Linked DNA regions of Capra hircus: region 1 is linked to region 2. The links are chromatin contacts, called in public Hi-C maps. All regions are on one chromosome and are shown on one strand. Each heading gives the region's core, a stretch centred on a gene start, on an enhancer-like site or on the middle of the called end of the contact. The rest is flanking DNA. Distances are from core to core; before and after follow the strand shown. Region 1 holds the start of WNT9A (protein Wnt-9a). Region 2 has its middle 42 kb from the start of JMJD4.

Evidence for each region. Hi-C and Micro-C count contacts between places; a contact is called where the count stands out from the background.
Region 1: a contact with region 2 is called in a Hi-C map of blood, with 10 times the contacts expected there. The contact joins the promoter of WNT9A here to the enhancer-like site in region 2. A contact is called at or near these places in 2 of 5 Hi-C or Micro-C datasets (both in blood).

What each region holds. Positions count from the first base shown.
Region 1 is chr7:105,675,121-105,681,576 of ARS1.2, reverse strand. It overlaps WNT9A (protein Wnt-9a), which reads left to right and starts at 3,689. Exons shown (of 4, transcript XM_018051577.1): 1 at 3,689-3,865. The coding sequence starts at 3,771.
Region 2 is chr7:105,369,025-105,375,551 of ARS1.2, reverse strand. No RefSeq gene overlaps it. Among named protein-coding and RNA genes, the nearest start is that of JMJD4, 42 kb to the right of the region's middle. Within about 2 kb of position 2,216, at least 2 of the 5 cell types and tissues checked have an H3K27ac peak or open chromatin away from gene starts, as enhancers often do.

The sequences.
Region 1 (6,456 bases), core at 2,440-4,939, 300 kb before region 2:
GGAGCAGGTGGGCATCAGCTGGGAAGGTGGGCCTCCACCTGGCCTCTATCCCTTCTCTCTGGCTCTGGCCCTGGAAGGAGGTGGCTGAGGAGGTCACTGAATTGACAATTGAGGCTTTGCCACTGCATCCAGACCCGGCCTTGAAGATGTCAGGTGGGCCTGGCCTAGGAAGGTGTGCTGCCCAGGCTGGGGTCATGGTGAGCACTCTAGTTTTGCAGGAGTTTGCTGTCGTGCTGAGACCTGGGCAGCCCCCTCTGCCAGCTGGGCGTCAGCGTGCTCAGGACCTATTGCTGTGGGTGATTCTGGCAGTTCACAGGGCTAGGGTCTCCGTGAAGTTGGATGTTTGCAAAAGTGTCGGTGAGCCTTCAGAGCTTGTTTTTCCCCTCCTGGGGTGGGCTTTGTTTCAGAGCACACGCCCGCCCTGGTGCTGATCTGGTCCTCTTGGAGCTGTGCCCATCTGCCCCTTGGAGACCATGACTCTGGTTAGGAACATGTACAGGGTGGAGACTGTGCAGGGGGCCTGGACCAGTCTGTGCTCTCCCTCACACTGCGTGGGGTGGCTGCAGCCTCTGCACTAGTGACAGCTTGTTCTGCCTGGCACTCTGGATGTCCTTTTCCAGACAGCATGCCAAGCAGACCTAGGTGGCTGTGGCAGGGGAATAAGGAAGCCTCCAGCCCAGGCTTCTCCAACAGAAATATGGGACCACTTTGCCATTGGCCAGAGCACGCTATGCTGCAAGAAGAAGCTCTGACCTCCTGGGATGACACGGCCTTCTCATGCTGTGCTGAGGCCAGCAAGATCACCTGTGAGGTGGCTCAGCTGGTAAAAGCGTAAGACTGGGGTCAGGCGTTCCATCTCCCACCCCCGGGTGGCTTTGTGTCCTTGGGGCTAAATTGCTGGGTTCTCTGGGCCTCAGTTTACCATCCAGTGTCAATCAAACCATAAGCTTGTCTGTTGACGACTGTTCCACGTTAACTTACCTTCCTTCTCCACACTGGGCGCAGAGAGGCCAGGCCAACGCGGAATGGCTCGGGGAGGTGTTGCAGGTGACCAGAATCTGCAAAGATGGGTTGGGGCTTATGTGCCGGGAGGCAGGAGACGTGGACACAGAAGTGGGGAGCACCTGGCCCCCTCTGAAGAGGTCTAGACTGCACGGGTGCCTTGAGGTCCGTAAGTAGGGCCACCTCGGTTTTTGTCTGCAGTACAGGAAGGCCCACCAGTGGTCATGGCGGAGGTATGCATGCAGGCAAGGGCAGGGCAAAGTGGTCAGACCTGGTGGAGAGGTCTAAGGTCTGGGAGACTCCGGGGGGAGGCAGCCAGTGCCCCCAGGTCCAGCTGCAGTGGTAGCTGGTGGCACCACCTCAGCTGCTGCCATCACTCCAGGGGCGGCCCCACCTAGACCCTCAGGTGTATTCCCAATGTTACTATGTACCAGGCACTGCCACCCACCTCAGCCTTCTCCCATGTTGCACGGCCTAGCAAAGCCTGGTCTTCCTATTCCCTGGACTGAAGGTGTCCCTGCTGATACGTGGGGGAGGCTTAGCGCTCAAAAACAGGTGCTTTGGGGCCACTGCAATAGCCCCCAAGCTGCTATGAGCTGGCAGCCCCTGATGAAAACCCTCATTCCCCTTCCACAGATGGCACTCATCTTTCCAGCACCCGTTGCACTGTGCCCCGCCCCCTGGTTGCTGGCTGGAGCCTCAGCTGGCCGCCTCTTTCTTTGGGACTTGCTGGGTGGCCAAAGGAGAACCCTCCACTCCGCATGGAAAGAGACTCTATTAAGGCCTGCAGCGCCTTCCAGACACGCTTACAATCTCACCTTTCACTTTTTTGGGACGCAATCTCTGTGCCTTTAAAGATGTCATCAGTCTGCGTCCCCTCAGCTCATGCCTCACGCTTCCGGGGTGTGGCAGCCAGGACTTCAGGTGGAGGCCTTGGGGGTTGAACTCAGACACGTGGAAGTACGGCATGACAGGGTGTCCCCTAGCCCTCCAGCCTGGGTGGGCTGGAGCAGCTTTGGTGTTCTCTTTGCTGTGGCAGCCCTGTTGAAGTGGCTGAGTGTGGTGTGAGCAGACGAGAGTGCTGGAGAGCCCCCTCCTACATGAGGAGTCCCTGGGGTGGGGGATGACGTGAGGCTGGTCACACCCACAGAAGCAAAACCATGGGTGGAGGTTTCTGCAGCGCGACATTACAACTTAGAAAAAGACATTATGATTCCCTAGAGTTGGATGCCTCTCAGATGGGGAAATTGAGGCCCAGAGAGGAAGTGATTTGCCCACGCCCCATCTCCTCTCTGCCCTCTTTTCACCAGCCCAGCACTGGGAGGCCCCTAGGGAGGATGGGGTATGCTCAGTGGGTGGCCTTCTAACAGAGGTGGGAGCCCAGGCATGTGTTGCGCTCCCTGCGCCACTCTCCGGCTACCTGTTTTGCCCTCCTGTTTTGCCTTTCAGTCCTTGTCCTGACTGACGTCACTAAGCAGATCTTCAGAACCCATTAACCCAGCCTTTAGAGGTGCTCAGACCCCCAGACTCTGGGTCACTGTGCCCAGAAGCAGCAGCTCAGTACGGATGGCTGTTAGAAAACTGTGCTTTCCCCTGCAGGCCCAGGACTTGAGGGCCCCCACAGTACTGGCCAAGTGGACCCATGGAGCCTCTACGGTCACCCGAAGGCTGGCATTTCGGGGACACGTTTCCCATATCCTGAACCTCAGAGCTCTCCCCGCTGTGGCTGTTGACACCCTGGCCCAGCGGTCTCTAAGGATTCTCCTTGAACCCATCCTGTTGTTAATTTGTGTTATCTGTTTTAATCTGGGGTTTGGGTTCTCGGACCCTGACTTACTTCAGCAGTGACTCTGCATCGTCTCTCCTCCCTGTCCCTGGCAGCTCCTGTTGCCTCTACCCGTGCCAAGCCCCCTACGTCCAGTCCTCACAGCAGAGGTTCTGAGAAGGAGGTCACCCGGGGATCAGCGCTGGCAGTGACCTCAGCCAGCTCCTCCTTCGATTTAAGAATAGGGAGACAAAGGTCCCAAAAGGTCGATCGACCTGGCCGCACCATCCCTGATCAGGTCGCCTCATTCCCAAGGCAACAACCCAGGGAGCAGCGCCCGTCTGGCCTCGCAAAGGCAGGGGCATCACCTGCTGGCTTGTCTCCCCTTTCACGCAAACTCCTCTGGGAGCCGACAAGCTAGCTCCAGCTCCGGGCTGACACCCGAGTCCCCCGCGGCACCACCCGCTCGAGTGCTGGCCAAGAGCTCCGCCCCGGCCCCGCCCCAGGTCACACCCCGCCCCCGCAGCTGCACCGGACCGCCCACTTCCAGATTCCGCCGGCGTTCCCACTCGCCCGCTCGCACCCGGCGAGCCGCGCAGCGCCAGCCTCGCCGTCTTGCCCCAGGCCACCAACACTCCGCCTTGGCTCCACCCACGCCCACAGCCGCTCGCGGGCTCGCTCCCTTCCCCGGGCCCCCGCCGCGCTCCCGCCCCTTCCGGCCGCGCCGGTTCCCACCCGCCCCTCGCGTGCCTGGCTTCCCACGCGCGAGGCGCGCCCTGGGACCCGAGCGGCCCGGAGGCAGCAGGGCCGGGCTGCGCGCGGGCTCGGGTTTCGGCCCGCCCCCGGCGCCGGCGTGACCCCTCCCCGGGCGCGGGCGGGGCCGGGCCAGCTGGCCGGCGCCCCGCCCCCGGCCTGGCGCTCCGGGCGCTATAAGAGGGCGGCGGCCGCGGGGCGCCCAGCGCGGGGCCGGGAGCGCGATGGTCAGCCGCCGCGGCGCGGCAAGATGCTGGATGGGCCCCTGCTGGCGCGCTGGCTGGCCGCGGCCTTCGCGCTGACGCTGCTGCTCGCCGCGCTGCGCCCCTCGGCCGCCTACTTCGGGTAGGTGCCTCGGCGGCCCGGCGGGCGGGGCGGGCGGGCCGGGCCCGAGGCCGGCGCGGGCGCGAGGGCGGGGGCGATCCAGGTGCGCGGGGCGCGGTGCCCGGGCTGGCGAGGGGCGCCGGGTTGCCTGGAGCTGTTTGTTTGCGGCGCCCGCGTCGCTGGGTTCGGGAGTCGGTGTCCCTGTGGCACGGCTCACGCAGAGGGGCCGGCGTGCCCGGCTGGCTGGCGTGAGGCCCCGGTCCTTCGTGACCCCGGAGCCGTAGTCCCTGTGGCCGCGCCCGCGGCCGTGCGCGAGGCTCCCTGCAGCTGCGGGACCAAGCTCTGGTGATCGGCTGCCTTTGGCTGGGATTTCTAGCCAAACGTCTGGAGCCTCCCTGGCCCCTGCACACCCACCCGCCTTGCAGTTTCCCCCTCCTTTCTCTCCCCGAGAAGTTAATTTAACAACAACAAAAAAATACGTACAAAATCCAGATGTTCCTTGCACTGAGCCCCAAAGGGGGAAAAACTCCAGGCTGGAGGAATTTTATTTTTCTTGCGCTTTGCTTCTGACGTTCGCTCGGGCCGCGACCCGCGGGAGCGCGTCTGTGGGACCTCTCTGGTGCGCCGGGCCCGGGCGGGCTGTGAATGCTGCCTCCAGCCGCCTCCCGGGTCGCTGCCCCGCGCGCTTCTCCGCAGCAGCAGTTTTCGTGGTTTTGGCTCGTCTCTCCCCATCGTTCTTTCCTGCCCTTCCTGGTTCCTCGCTCCCAGATCTGGGATGTCCTGCCAGGCGAGCTCTGGGGACCCTCGCTGTACTCTGCAGATGGGCCCCCGAGGTTTGTGTGGCATCGTGTAGGCAGCCCTCCGGCCCTCCCCAGCCGCCCCGCCTCCTGCCCCCGTGCCACTCCTGGAGCGGAGGCCACCCTCGAGTCCCGCCCAGACCCCGTCCGGGGTGCCTTATGCCCGTTCCGGGCTGCCGCCCTGCGCCCGTTGTCACCTGTTACCTCTCCCGTGGACCAGGCGCTGCGCGCAGCGGCCTGGCCGGCAGAGGGCCCCGTTGGTCCAGAAATGTGGCACTGCCAGGGCGGGGAGAGGCAGACTGGGCGAGAAGCCCTGCAGGTGTATCCTGTTCTCAAAGAAAATAAAATATTTTCATGGGAAACTTTCCCTTTGTGTTTTTCTCCCCGCGCCCACTTCTCCTGTTCCCTTCCCCTGGGTTGTCTCCCAGGGTCAGGTCCTTGTCTTCTCACCCTGGAGACCCCACCCCGAAGCCAGGGCTGTGGCTGTGAGTTCGGCCTGCCTGGGGCTCAGGCTGTGCAGAGGCTGGCACGCCCCTGCATGCCATCTGTGCAGCCTTTGCCTCACCCTCTCGGGCAGAGGGAGGGTCAGAGGCTGGCTGTCTGGCTGCAGGTCCGCGGTGAGTCACGATGGCCTGTCAGCCAGCTGTGCCTTTGCGCTGTCCAGGCGCTGCCGTGGGTCTGCTCACCAGGCTCCAGACACACCCTGGGCTCGTCTGCGCCACTCTGTGCTCTGTGCGGAGTCCCTGCTGCCCGCTTTTACTCTCCGGGAAGGTCGGATCCACAGAGTGGTTTTCAGGGTCCTGGCTCCCATCCTTCACCCCCGCCCCTGCAGCATCTCTCTTTCTCCCTGTTTTCTCTGCGCTTTGTACCTCCTGGGAAGTCTCCTTGGCTCCCTTGAAGAGAATAACCCCCAGGGGCTGTGTGGCAAGTTGAGAGGGCTTGGCGCACCTGCGGCTTCTCCAGTTAGCCCTTTTGGCCCTGCTTTTAAATCCCAGAGGTCACCTCAAGTGGGCTTCTCAAGTCCTGCCCCGTGGAAGACTGCCCCAGAGGAAGAGGCTATGCTTGCTCTGCTGGAGGGCACTTCCCCTCTGTCTCCTCCACACCAGGCAAGAGAGACAAGACTCAGCTTGGTGGACGAAAGTCCTGGAGGGGTGGCAGGCTCCGTGCCAGCTGAGCAAGCAAAGGAGAGAAGGGACCTGGTGCTGGAGTCCACTCAGGATAGCACAGGGCATAAAGACCCAGCCTCCGGCCGGCAGTGAGCAGCTGAACCTGGGTCTGGGGCTTTTTCTCCTGGCCTAGTAAAGGGACAGGAGCCAGCGGGTAGGGGGAGGAGGAGATGGCCCAAGGCAGGCAGGGCCAGGCAGGGCTGGGCCAGAGCCAGGGGGCCTCCCTGTGCCTTGTGCTGGGGCTCCCCTCCCCACCCCGAGTACGGAGGGAACCGGGGAAGGAGCTGGGATCCAGCCCTCCTCTCCCTTCCCCCACTCTGAAAGCTCTGCCTGGCACAGAGGCGCACAGGCAGGGCAGCTCCAGTTACAGCCCAGAAACCCGGAGAGGCTGGCCTGGGGGAGGATCACGTGGGCGGTGGGAGCCCTCCCTGCCCTGCCCCCCCACCCCCCTCGGCCTGCAACCCAAGCCGCCCTGCCTCTGCTGTCCTCCTCAGCCTCTGGCCACCAGGCTGGGCCCCGCAGGTCATCTGCCTGCCATGGAAAAGGGGCTCCTCTCTCTTCCTGCCAGGCCTGACCCTGCTTTTCGGCGTGATTAGCAGGTGGTGTTTCCATCTGATTATCCTGGGGCTACCGAGATGTCTGTGCTCTG
Region 2 (6,527 bases), core at 967-3,466:
AGCCACCCTCAGAACTGTGTGCTGAGACCTGGGTTGCTGACTCAGTTACTTTAATGCTTTGAAATATCTTCTGAAAAAAATTAATTTGATGCAGTATAAGATGGTTTTTATTTCAGAAGTCAACAGCATTAATAGTTAAACAAAATAAGTACAAACTGTTCAAGCTACGTGAGAATTTACAGATGATCCCACTTTCTAAGGACAACGAGGCATCAGGGGGAGCCCTGAGCAGGGACCGGGCTGGCAGGGGCAGCACCAGACGCAAAAGTCACCTCTGTGCATTAGACACAAACTGGTCGCCTCAACACAAGTTCAGAGCAAAGACCATCAGGGCCTGCCCTGTGAGCAGAAAAACTGCTTCAAGTCTGTCTAGTTAAGAGCAAACCCTTCTCCCTATCCTTGGGCCCCAAATGCCCCACTGATGACACAGGAAAATGCCTACTCTATCCAGCAGCTTATATAACTGGAGCGGGAAGTCCTTTCAGAAAAAAACACAAAATGCCCCATGTCCTCAATGTAACAGGAGGTATAACAAAGAGAAAGCTGAAATGGAGAGAGATAGTAGTCTCAACTAATTACAATTTTAAAAAAACTTACTTTGTAAATTTACAAAATTATATGGCACACGGCTTGGACCTGTGGGTCCTCGGAAGGGATCAAGGGGCTGTGGGTCAAGCAGCTCTCTGAGGGCCTGTTGACAGTCAGGAGCCATCATGCTCTAACAGCCACACGGGGCCTGTCTGAAGTCAGCACAGTGCTCGTGTCCTAGTGGGCACGTGGGGGTCTGTCGGTGGTCAGACCCTGACGGCCGTGGCCCATAAGCCACGTGGAGCCCTGCTGGTGGTAAGCACGGTGCTGTGTCCCATGGTCAGAACCCCACTGCTTCAAAAGACGGTCCTACATTAATGGCCCTGTGCAGAGACTTCAATGTCCCAGAAGCTTACTTACCATTTTACAGAGATGCATGTGCTAAGCAAGATTTCTACAGGGTCAGTGAATGGGAAACCAGTCTTCTTAAATTAGATGGTCAGAGAAGGCCCCTCTCAGAAGGCAACAGTTAGCAAACAGTAAAAACAAAACTTAGGACCAAAAAACTCCTTAAGAATGCCATGCACGGACCTTGCTCTTATGATAAGAGCTCTGTGGTCTTCCTCCCCAAACCCATCACCCCAGTGGGTCATGAGGCAACATGAGACAAGGTCCAGCTTGGGAAAAGGCTACAAACCTGACCACTGTCAAGATCATCAAACTAGGGGAGTCTGAGAATCCGTAATAGTCAAGATGAGTCCAAGATGAGACTCCAAAATATCATGTGGGATCCTGGATAGGATTCTGGAACAGAACTTAAGGAAATCTGGATAAATCAGGGAATTTAGTGAGGAAAGATGTATCAATACAGACAGCTTCAGACAATGAACAGTACTAACGTAAGAGGGCAAGAACAGGGGGAACTGGGTGTAGGAGACGCGGGTACTCTGTGCTATCCTCACAACTTTTCTCAAGTCTGAAACTATTCTAAACTTTAAAAGATTATTTTAAAGATACTGGGCAAGCAAACAGCAATTTGCAACTCCTCTTTCCTAAGGTGGAATCTTCCCACCTGCCTCGTTTCCAGCCCTTGAAGCCCGGGAGACTCTCCTCCTCCCCCAGTCCCAGCCGGGCCACCTAGGCTCTCAATCTGTCTACACTATGCATTACAACAAAGGTCTCTGGAAAGTTCTTCTGGACTCTGGTTCTTAACAAACACTGGTCCACTGTTACTAGACCGCCACCTTCTGGCCACACATTGTACTAAAATAGCTCACTGAGGAGACAGAGAGACATTCCTGAGATGTCAAAGTCATGGTTTCTATCTCCGCTGTTCCTGCTGTTTCCCATACAGAACAGTAAAAACAGAGGTGCTGACAGGTGCAACACCAAGAAGGGGAACAGTGAGAAGTAAGTTCTCATCCTGGGCTCGACAGGACCTCCGTGAAGTTCCAAGCAAATGAGATATCGCTTGCTCACTGAACTCCGCATGCTGGCTTCTTCCAAACGTAACTCCTCATCCCCTGCCTTCCTCCAAATCCACAGCTGTAAGGTACACCTGCCTTGCTGGGCCAAGGCAGCTTCACAAGGGGAGGATGGCACTTCACGCTCAGTCCAGACTCAGACACATTGTAGGGATACCACTCAGAAGCTAAAGTTAGCACTGAAATGAAAACCAATCTGTCACGGTGGATGTGGCTCAGCTCATTCCATATATATACAATCCGTTACTCGGATGGGTGAGGCCATAGTCCCCAGTTAGTCAATCCAACCCCAGTCAAGCTGTTGCTGGGAAGGTGTTTGTAGATGTGGGGAAAGCTCTCAATCAGTTAACTTTAGGGGAGGGGGTCTATCCTAGACAATCTGATGGGCCTGGTTCAATCAGCTGAAAAACCTTAAAGGTATAATATCTGCAGCTTCCTTGAGAAGACAGACATTCAGTCTCTGCTCGCAGCCTCAGTTTGTGAGCAAGAGGTCCACTTTCCCCTTCCAGATGGGCGGCCCTGCAAATCTGCAGTCGCTTAGCTTCCTGCTGGCTGATCACAGCTGCAGAGTCCCTGGCGCTCACTCCCTGCTGCTCTCTAGCCCCATCTGCCACCTGTATACTAAGAGCCAGAGCTTATCATCCCCTCTTCCTCGGGGTCTGCCCTCCGTGACAGCAAGGCCCAGCAAGCATGCCCTCTTCTCACCTGCACAGTATGACGTTCTGTGCCACACAAGACATGCTCCCACCTGCCATCTCATTTGTAACATTCTGTGCCACGTTCTCTCTGTGAAACCACCATGCCTAACAATGAATCGAATGCGGTAGAGCTCCATGACAAGAAGGCTGGTTTTCAGGACTACAGGTACCTGGCATCATACCTGGTATAGATGGATTCCTCAACGGCACTGTTAAAACCAGTAGCCCACAGTGCTCTGCATCTGGTCCCACCAGCCAGGCCCTCCTTCCTCCTCTCCCTGCTGAGGCTCCCCAGGGGAAAACAGCAGTGATGAGGACTCAAAGACTTGGGTTATCAGAGGAGCTAACCAGACTGAGCTTGCAGATGGCCTTTCCTGAAGGGTCCTTCTGCTCAGGATCTGATGTTGGCCAATACAATCTACCCTTTTAGGCCCTTTTATGTAAACAGATTACATACTGAAATCAATCACTTAAGAGGAAAAGGAAATGAAAGGAACTGGAATAGTAACAAACATACCTCTTACCAACAAACTCTAACAACTGAAGTTAATAAGAAAAGATTATTACTTATTAGAAAAATCACTATAACAAGGCAGCAATGTCACCTGTAATGCTAGTATTAGAAAACAGAAGAATATTTTGACTTTTGGATTTCTTAAGCAGGGCTCAAAAATAAACTTATGGGGAAAAGTGGTGGATCTGACTATAGCAAGATTAGAGGTTTCTGTAATGGAGGCTGACAGTCTGGGAGACATATCTGTCGTCTCTAAATCAACGAGGGATGACTATCTAGAATGAATGATGAACCCCTATAATTATATCAGAGAGAAAAAAAAAAGCCTAGTAGAAAAACAAAAACAAACAGAACGAGCAACCCACAGAGAAAAATCTGCGAGACCAAAAAGCAACTAAAAGGTGTCTGATATTTCATCTCACAATCAAAAAAATAAAAATACCATCAAGATACCACTTGACACCCTCACATCCACATGTCCTGCCACCCACACTGGACCCTGGGGCAAGACTCAGCTCTACCCTCCACACCCCACAGAGACCTGCAAGAGGATACTGAAGCCACACTGCCAAGAAAAGCAAAGGTTTTTCACAATCTTTGTAAACGCTAAAAATCACACAAAAACTATGCTGCACAGTTATCAAAAATTCTGACATCCAAACACACATCTGGAAGGTGGGCTTGGAAGACCTCAACTAAGTGCCAAGAAAACCAAGAGTGATGTGGGGTCCGGGTGGACACACACCAGAGCAGGTGGAGACGATGCTAGCTAAGACCCTAAAGTGTTGGTTCTCAAATCAAACAGAGGAAAGAGGTGAAAACATCTAACTTGGGAGCTTTCCTTCTTCTGAAAGTGTCACCAGAACCTTTCTGACCTGCTTGGAAACCACACCTCTAAAGGAAATGATAAAATTGAGTGATCTGATATTCAGAGGGTAAATACCAAGAAAAATGGTCTGAAAATATTTTTATTTGCAAGCAAATGGGCAGTCGCTAGTGAGCTGAAACCAGCAGTTGCTGTGTGATGCATCGTGGTCAGTATGCACCATGGGTGGGCTGAGTTTGACTGTGACTTTACAGGTTTTGTGCACAGACTGTTTTGATGATCACTCACCTGCTTGCCAGACTGAGTAGCTTTTCTCTGCTAGGGAAGAGGTTCTAGTGCTTCTGAGCATCATGGCAACTTCTAATAACTCGATCTTCTCGCTGAACTGTACTTCCAAAATGGGGATAACCTCTGGCATCTTGGCAGATATCAAATGATAAGTTATATCTGGCTTCCCAATGAACCGCTGGCGGATGCTAATTTCATAAGGTGTGTGGACCTTGATATCATCCACATCTTCTCTTTCGAATCTGTGCATGAGCAAAGAATCTGAGTTGTAGATTTCCAACCCAGAAACAAGGACGGTAAGTCTTCCTGGTTTAACATGAGATTCTGTTCTTTGGGAAATAACAGCAGGAACTTGGATCACTATCCCTTCTTTTCCAAGAGCTTTGGAGTCAGCCATGGAGGTGTCCCACTTGGGCTTTGTCTCCGATGGCGTCTTCCAAAGCTTGGAGCTAAAGGGCCACCAAGAAGGAGACTCCAGTTCAGTCAGCAACCTAAAAAAGCAAACAACACACAGAAAGCAGAAAATCAGTTGTTAATTTTTTTTTCTTTTTGGAAAATTGCTTTGACCTTTATAAAGAATGTTACCATTTTATAGTTTTCTTTTCCACAAGCATTCCAAGAAGCAGCAAAAGCAGGAATTATTATCCTCATGTTTTAAAAAAGAAAACTGAGGCTAAGAGCAGTGGGACATTTGTCTACAGATACACAGATAACCAGGAGTAGATACACAACAAAAACATCTTCTGACTAGAACACTGCTCTTTTCACTCTTGACCTGGGGTAGTTTGACCAAAATAAATCCTGATCATAACCTTTAGAGAACCCTAATAGAACTTTCTGCAGTAATCTGTATTTCCTAATACAGCAATGGAGACACATGGCTACTGGGCACCTGAAATATAGCCAAAGCAATGATGAACTGAATTTTAAACTTAATTTTAATGTGGTTAGTGGCTATCATATTGGACAACACAGCTCTAACTTAACCACTAATACATCAAGAGATGTATCTAAAAAGTCATTAAGAAAGGAAAACAGTGGAAGGAAGAAAGGAAAAGGAACAAAAGAATAGATCAAATGAACAGGAAACAAATAACGAGACAGTAGAATTATCACAACCATATGTGTGATCATACCAGATGGAAGTGGACTAAATTCTCTAACTAAAAGGCACACGGTCAGTCTAAATAAAACACAGTTATATCCTGTCGACAAGAAGCAACATGAAATATTTAGACACACAACAGACTGAAAGTAAAGGGACTGGAAAAGCAAAGCAAAAAACAGCAAACATAAACAGAAATAAACTTTAAGGCAAGAAATGTAACTGGGAAAAGAGGGACAGTGCATAATAATAGAATGGTCAATCTAAAAACAAAGACTTGATGACAGTAAATATGCATGCATCTAAAACCAGAACTTCAAAATCCATTAAGCAAAAACGGACAAAACTAAAAGTAGTTGCAGGTTTTAACAAATTTCTCTCCATGACTGATACAGCAAGAAGACAAAGGTAATTAGTAAGAATATAGAAATTTTGAACAATACTATTCAACCATCTCAACTGATACTTCCAAATGCTGGAAGCACTCTTTGAAGTATATTCAGAACATAAACAATAACAACAAAAAGAATATGTTATATAATGGAGTGGTCAAGATGGCACAAAATGAACACCTTTACTTCCTCCCACTGCTGCTGCTAAGTCGCTTCAGTCGTGTCCGACTCTGTGCGACCCCACAGACGGCAGCCCACCAGGCTCCCCCGTCCCTGGGATTCTCCCAGCAAGAACACTGGAGTGGGGTGCCATTTCCTTCTCCAGTGCATGGAAGTGAAAAGTGAAAGTGAAGTCGTTCAGTCGTGTCCGACTCTCAGCGACCCCATGGACTGTAGCCCACCAGGCTCCTCTGTCCATGGGATTTTCCAGGCAAGAGTACTGGAGTGGGGTGCCATTGCTTAGGAAAAGAGAAATGCTTCTCTTAAATGATACAAAGTATCACATGCTCAGAGACCAAGCAAAGAGGGAGTAATTTCAAAGCAGTCTAGATCAGACCTACCTGTTACACTTGGAGAAGCCTGCCAGGGAGGTAGGAGGCCACCAAAACTTCTGGGGACACAGATGCTGGTGGCAGCCATTTATGGGAGGCGGTTAGGGTCTATCATGAGGATACTGAAGCTGGCAAGTGCAT